Regions from separate parts of the Mus musculus genome. Here region 2 is linked to region 1. The links are chromatin contacts, called in public Hi-C maps. All regions are on one chromosome and are shown on one strand. Each heading gives the region's core, a stretch centred on a gene start, on an enhancer-like site or on the middle of the called end of the contact. The rest is flanking DNA. Distances are from core to core; before and after follow the strand shown. Region 1 has its middle 14 kb from the start of Gm23460. Region 2 holds the start of Nemp2 (nuclear envelope integral membrane protein 2).

Region 1 (3,658 bases), core at 436-2,935:
TTAATTCCCAACAACCACATGAAGGCTCACAACCATCTCTACAGCTACAGTGTACTCATATAATACAATCAATAAATAAATCTTTAATAAAACAACCTTTAAGGAGATGCTAGTCCATGTCATTTAATACAGCTGTACAGTGCATAACAATGTTGTGGTGAAAGTTCCCACTAAGGTTATAATGGAGCAAAAGTTGGGGGTGAGGTGTATGTAAATCCCAAAATTTCATCCTAAGGTCAGCAGGAGTAAGATAGCTTCCCCCCTGCCCTGGGCCTGCATCCTCCATTACAAGCAACACAGTTGCTTGTAATCTTTGCCTCATCAGAGGCGGTCACCTAGCCAATAGCCAGGTTAAACTTCCTTTCTCCTTATAAGGTCATGTCTAGCAGCACCTGGAATCCCTCCCTATGCAAATGAGGCATGCCCAGCACCCTGGCCAGAGCCAATGATATACACTCTCTCCTATAGCCCCTACTCACCCTCTAAAAGATTTAAATGGCCTTTGCTCTCTCAATGAACCAAACTCATTCTCTGAAGCTGTTCCCAGGTATGCGTTCTTTGCTCAAGCACTCGCAGCCAACCACGATCCTGACTGCACTCTTCCACACTGGGCTAAGCTCCTTACCCTCTAGTCCAGTCTTGTGTGCAATGGTCCCCGGCTACCCCAAGGGAGAATCGGACCAGACGACAATTGTTTGCTCTAAAATTGGATATGTGTCTGATTTTACTAGGAGATGAGCGCTTTATGGCCTTCCATTCTGACTTTTGAAGACCCTGGTTCTTAAGGTTTCTTTTCTCCAAGTTAAATGTCCTCATCTTCACTTGATTCTCTTGTTCATCCAGACTGTAAGCGGCATTTTACAAACATACAAACCCTGGGAAAACTCCTGCCTGCCCATGGTGCTTTCTGTTCTTTTCATATTTCGTTTGCCCTTCCCTGTATCCCACCCCCACCTCCTTCCTCCTGTCCACTTTCTCTCCATTCAGTTTCAGACTTGGTAGAGGAAACATCAGAGGAAGTTTTCCCTCTAAGCTTAAAGCTTTTTTATTTAGTCCAAGATGGAGATCAGTGGACAACCAGTATAAGATGCTGTTGGAGAATTCCCCAAATTCTCTCACTGCGACTCATCTCTTATCTGTCTTTTGCAGAAGGTTTGCTGACTGGAGACACTGCCTGAAAGTGAAGTTCAGCTTTTTGGTCACTTCCCACAGCCACTGTGATGAGTGTCTGCTCTGCAAACTCCCTTCCTTCACCACCCACCACTGTGGTCCCAGCCTCTGCTGCTTCAACTTCAGGGGGGTTTAAAAAAAAACCCTATCAACTAAAGGGGTATAACAAACCTTTATCAGTCTTTTTAATTCTTTTTCCATTCTAGCCACATACATACATGGCTTAGTGATTAAGAACACTCGATGCTTTTGTAGCGCATTGGAGTTCACTTCCCAACACCCACACAATAGCTCATAGCCATCTGTAAGTCCAGTTATAGGGATCTGACTTCTTCTGGCCTTTGAGGACATCATGTGTGCACCTGGTACACATACATACATGCATATGGGCAAATGAAATACACATAAAATAAAATCATGTGTGTGTGTGTGTGTGTGAGAGAGAGGGAGAGAGAGAGAGAGAGACTCATGATGAGGAGAGTAAAAATCACGTGAGCTTGCAGGTGGTCGCTTTGAAACTGAAAAAATCATGGTTGGTTTCTCTACTTCCTGTTTTAAGAACATTCAGTGTGGCTGTTGTATTATAATGAAAAAGATCATATTTGAAATGCTAACATAATTAAATTAATAGAATTTTTAAAAAGGTTTAGATTATTCAATTATATACATGTTCTATTTGTGTTATGTAGAATTCTTTCTGCCTCACATTGAGATAAGCATTCCAAACTATAATTGATATAGGTCTATCAGATTTGCTTGCCAAGCTTCATCTTGAGTTCTTTTTTGCTGAGGACTCCAGCAAAACGTAAAAATAGGCAAGCAGGACCCCTCACTAACTGTCCCTTAGAGAAAGCTTGACTGGTCAGAAGAATTGAGCTGTCCCTGGTGGCAGCAGTGCACATGGTCCAACCTGAGGGCATGAGTGTTGGAAAGCTGGCCCCACCCTCATCTCCTGTGGAGTGGTGTAAGTAAGCGAGAGATGCTCTCTTTCCCTCACCTCACCCCTCAGGGCCTGTGGCAGGCAGGTGAGTTGGTCCTGCCTTTTCCTGGCTGCAACACTCAGGAGAATGAGCCCTGCACTTCACTTGGGCAGCACACTAGGGCTAGTCCTAGTGGAGAAGATATGGGTGAGCGGGCCCAAAGGTATGAAAGCAGGAGAGCTGACCCTTCTTGTAGGCTGTGGCTCTGGGTGAGCTAGCCAGAGCAATGCTGTAGCACTCACCTGTTGCAGAAAATATTAAAAATGAAATGGCTCGTTCCAGCGCTTGTGCCGGTAACTCTCTGCTTCGGCAGCCTGCTGGCCATGCACTGGCCGGCAATGCCCCCCACCCCTCCCCAGCCTTTGTGGTGCACACCTGGTAAACCCACACTCTGCCACCATACCTTTCTCTCTTGAACTCAGTCGAACAGCCACGTGAAGGAAAATGCCACACAGACTTAGCTCAGAAACCATGGTAAATCGTTTTGCTGGGTACAAAACTCAAATCCTAATCAATAAGTAAGCCTTATTAAATCAAAATCCTCCAGTGGCGAATCCTGACGGATCGACCACTGAAACTGGGAGACACTCATAATTACATCTTGTCCTCACGCTATCCCTGTCAAAAAGGACCTCTCTCCTTCCTCTCTTCCTCCGTCCAACCCGGAGGTCCCTCCTATTCACCCAGTGATTGGCTCCTTCACTCGTTAGGGGATTGGTTCACAAGAAGTCTTCTGAATACATGTGACTCACTCCTTATCCGAAGCCCCTCCCAGGAGAGTGGAATTAGCATACAAACTGCACCAGGCTCATCCACAACACTCACCCTGACTTTGCAGGCACAGGAGAGCTGGCAGGCTGACCAACTCAGCTACCTCTCAGGCCCAGGTAGGGCCCAGATTCAGGGCATTGAGTTGACCCACACCAACATCTGATCTGTCTATGAACTGCTGGAGCACGTGAAGGGCCTGATCCTACAGATCCAAAGCTGCAGGATCACCATTACACAGAACAACAACAGGGTATTGAGTGAGCATCCAGTATTGATAGTGTAGTAGAAACCAGAGACCTTGAACCAGACCAATGGCTCACTGCAATGAACATTTGCACGTAAAGAAGTCTGGACAAAGGGTATACTGTGGGACAAACTGTGACACACTACAGCTTCCGTGACAAGATTTTTTTTCTATCTTATTTTATTTTCTGTTGGTGGCAGGCATTCAGGTGGAGGTGTAAGCTGAAAGGGCAGAGGGTGGATACAAAGGCATGGGAAGATGAGTGCGTTGGAGTGTGTGGTGTGAAATCCACAAAGAATCAATACAAGTTTTTTTCTTTTTTCTAAAATAGGCAAGCAGGCCTTTTCTTTTCTTTTTTTTAAATATTTTTTATTACATATTTTCCTCAATTACATTTCCAATGCTATCACAAAAGTCCCCCATACCCTCCCCCCCACTTCCCTACCCACCCATTCCCATTTTTTTGGCCCTGGCGTTCCCCTGTACTGGGGCA
Region 2 (3,679 bases), core at 887-3,386, 200 kb after region 1:
TGGTGAGGTGACATGGCCTGCTGTGAGTGGATGAGGACTGAGAGTATATAAGAGTGAGAGGCCCGGGGTTCGTGGGAGATAGATGAAGAAAAAGTTGAAGCGAGAGAGATGAAGACGGAAGTTTGCTGAATAAACTGCCGTTAGAAGGACTGGTGGTCGTGTCGTTCTTGCTGGTCGAGAGCGGACGCGACAAAAAAGAGCAAGCTTCCTTCTTCCATGTCCTTTATATAGGACAAAGAAAGATCTGGAGTAAAAGTATGTCTTCCCACTTCAAATGATGAAAAGAAAAATTCCTCAAAGGTGTACACAGCCATTTGAGTTTAAATTAATTCCAGATGTAGTCAAGTTGATGACCAAAAATAGCCACCATACCTAAGGATATTAAATATTTATTGACCATTTGTATTTTTACCTTTGAAAACAACCTATTCAATTCATCTACCAATTTAGTAATTAGATGGTTTAATTTTGTTTTGTTTTGTTTTGTTTTTTGATCAGCGCTGCAAACATATGTCTCTGCTTGTTCTCTATCTATTGAAGACAGCTTTAAGAAAGTACATTAGTCATTTGGTGATATGTTTCTTTCAGTTGCTTTCCTTAGCATTATCCCAAATTAACCAAACCAGTTTGAACAGAATTGGAGCAAAAAGTTGCTTTGCAAGAGGCATACCAAGGGGATCCAGGGAAAAAAAATGATAAAGGACAGATTCCAATAATGAAGGTTTATTTTTAAAAATCAGCCCCTAATAATTTCCTTAAAAAAAAAAACTCTGAGCTTTTACAGCCACATACTAGGTATACACATATACGGGGCATTTGGTGAAAGCCTCCTTTAGATAACTCAGAGACATTCTTTCCTATTTAGACCATTAAAAAAAATTGAAGCTGAGTTATTAAAAAAAAAAGATTTCTATTATATCGAGCTTAGTGCTGTTAGTGGAAGACTGGAATTAGAGAAAAGAACACAACTTCTTACTCTAGCTTTGTGTGTGTGGTGGGGCAGGGATGGGGATCAGAGGAAGGTTAAATTAGGTCTCATGTAGCCAGACTAGCCTTGGATCCCCTATGCCACTTAGGCTCACCTTACCCATCATTAACTCTGTTTCTCAAATGGTGGGATTACAGTCCACTACCACCACACTCTTCTGCCCTACTTCAAGTATGAAATAGTAAGTCACACTGAAAGGTTTCCAGAGACCAAAGAAGGCTTGCTCTTAACACAGAATTATCCTGATCATCAATAAACCATAGGGCTCAGAAACTGTGAGTCTCTTTCTAGGACAGACTATTCTCTTGTGGTTGGTGGTGGCTTTCTCTGCTCCCCAGAGTGGTTTACTGTGCAGCATTCCAGTTTCTTGGAGTCTTCTGTCTCAATAGGCTGACTTTAGAGAGCTATCATCTCTGCCAGGTTGGTTATGTTTAGAACACTCACTATATCTTTGAATTTTTAAAAATACAATCTCATTTTTAAAAGAAGGCTTATTTTTTAATTTAAGTGTATGGGTGTTTAGCTTGTGTGTATGTCTGTGTACCATATGTCTGCAGAATTCAGAAGAGGGCAGTTGATTCCATGAAACTGTAGTTACATATGTTTGGGGCTGCTGCCATGTGCACGCTGGGAAACATGGGTTCTCTGGAAGAGCGATAAGTGTTCCTAAGCACTGGACCATCTCTCCAGCCTCCAGATCTCTATTAAAGTAACACTTTATTAATAGTGAACTTATATAACCCTTTTGGGTTTTTTTTTTTTTTTTGAAAGATACTGTGTTCATGAGCTTAGACACAAATTATTTAAGCACCAAATTTCTCAACTTGTTGCTTAAAAAAAAAAAAAGGAAGAGGTGAAAGGAGGGACAAACAAACAAACAAGTCAGGCTTTTGTCTAAGTGGGGCTTGCTGGTCTTATTTCTGAGAGGGTGCATGTGAAGAGCCTGCCTTTCTGAGTGGCCCGCACCAGTGCTCTGAGAACCCTGCGCGGGGCTCCGGCGTGTTTTAAACTGCCCGCCAACTCTGCAAGCTGGCCCAGGAGCAAGAATCGGGAAGGCAGGTGATCGCCCCCTGGAGGCCACTGGGAGAGCCGCTCGGCGGACCGCGGAAGGGCGGGGCCGCAGCCGGCTCCGCCCCTGCAATCCCCTCCCTCCGCTTTCCCGCTCTTGGTCCGCTGCGCCACTTCCGCCGCTCTGGCCGCGATGCTGCCTAGGTTGTGGTGGCTGGTGCTCTGGCTGCAGCCCCTGGCTACACTGCCAGCGAGCGCGGTGCACGACGAGGAGGCAGCGATGTCAGGTAACCCCGGCTCCGGGCGGGGGGGCCTCCTTTCGGCGCCGCAGGGTCACGCGCGGCCGCGGCCAGGCCCCGCCCCTGTCTGCGGGCATCGGATACTTCAGTGTTTTGGTTTGTTCAGGATCACACCGCTGGACAACCGCACAGCTGGCCCTTTGTCTGCAGTTTATGTCTGAAACCTTATTTTATCTGTCTTCAGAAATCTCAGGAAACTCAAGGCTAGAGAAGGATAGAAGCTTCAGAAAGGAACCGAAATTCTGTTTCTGATTGGCTGCTGTGACCTGGGTAGCTGGTCATATGCAAAATACTGCTGATGCTCCAGCATTGAACCAGGTGCACAGGAAGTCTCAGTGAGCTACTCAGACTGTTTGGGGTGCTTAAGATTCTGGCTCAGAAAGCTGTAGCAGCAAAACGCAGTCTCCACGAGTTTAACATTTATTTCTACCATTCACTACATCCTTCAAAAGATTGCTTGTTTGTATTCTTCATTACATGGTCACTTACAGACTCAAGGGAGGCTGTCAAGATACAGACTTTCAATTGGATAATATTCCGACACCGACAAAGTTAGTAGGGTGTCTAAGACTGAAAGAGAGAATGGATGTTCAGTAAGCAGTTATTAGCTTCTGTCACACCTTGTGCCCATACTGGTATCTTGCAGTGAGTTACACCTTAGGGGACGGTCTGTGGTCAGCTTTTCATTGAACAGGAATGTGTTAATTAACTATTTTGTGCTATGCAGGGCTGATTTGCTCTAACTGCATTGTCTTATACTGATTATTCATATATGCCCATTTTACATGCTAGAGAACAAAGAATTGGTAGTAAATATAATAGGTACTTGTGAAAATATAAAACAGTTTGAGGAGGAGGGCTCCTGGGCGTGGCAGCAGAGGGGTAGAAGTAGTTATATAGATTCAGAATCTTGGGCTCTAGTGCAGTTGTTGATTTAACCTGTAGGTGTCGTATTCTCCAGGGCACACAGGTATTATTTCTGCTCCTTTTATTTGCTTCAAGGAACTCAGTTTTTCAAGTTTTGCTGCTGTATGGGTCACCATATAGCCCTAGCAGATCTGGAGATTTTTACATAGACCAGGCTGGCCTTGGCTGTACAACATTCCTGCCTCTACCTCCCAGGTGAAGGGTTTTCAGAGCTGTACTGTTGCGCCTAGCTTAATAGTCCTCAGTTGTGTTAAAGACGCATGTAAATGTTCACCAGGACTTTCTTTCTGAGAAGTGTAAGATACCCAGGAGATGATAAAATTCCAGTTCACAGCTGAAAAGAAAATGGCAACTTCTGTCTTGCCATTCCAGATATTCCTTACGTTCACATAGGAGGGGATCACTGTCCTGCAGTGTTGAGTGACACCTTGGGAACCCTTGGTTGGCTAGGTCTAAG

What was found. A called contact is a pair of places that touch in the nucleus more often than the background predicts.
Region 2: a contact with region 1 is called in a Hi-C map of pre-B cells, with 4 times the contacts expected there. The contact joins the promoter of Nemp2 here to the enhancer-like site in region 1. A contact is called at or near these places in 6 of 39 promoter capture datasets (the C10 cell line, the HPC-7 cell line, cranial neural crest and 3 more), 1 of 15 datasets of contacts at CTCF or cohesin (pro-B cells), 7 of 484 Hi-C or Micro-C datasets (the HL-1 cell line, the N1E-115 cell line, bone marrow-derived macrophages and 4 more), 13 of 115 datasets of contacts at active chromatin or transcription factors (bone marrow-derived macrophages, cardiomyocytes, embryonic forebrain and 5 more) and 2 of 9 other capture datasets (liver and pancreatic islet).

What each region holds. Positions count from the first base shown.
Region 1 is chr1:52,429,151-52,432,808 of GRCm38.p6, forward strand. No RefSeq gene overlaps it. Among named protein-coding and RNA genes, the nearest start is that of Gm23460, 14 kb to the right of the region's middle. Within about 2 kb of position 1,686, at least 44 of the 459 cell types and tissues checked have an H3K27ac peak or open chromatin away from gene starts, as enhancers often do. A contact at or near this core is called in the N1E-115 cell line, hematopoietic stem and progenitor cells, pre-B cells and 1 more, where this site is marked.
Region 2 is chr1:52,628,569-52,632,247 of GRCm38.p6, forward strand. It overlaps Nemp2 (nuclear envelope integral membrane protein 2), which reads left to right and starts at 2,137. Exons shown (of 9, transcript NM_001142647.1): 1 at 2,137-2,283. The coding sequence starts at 2,190.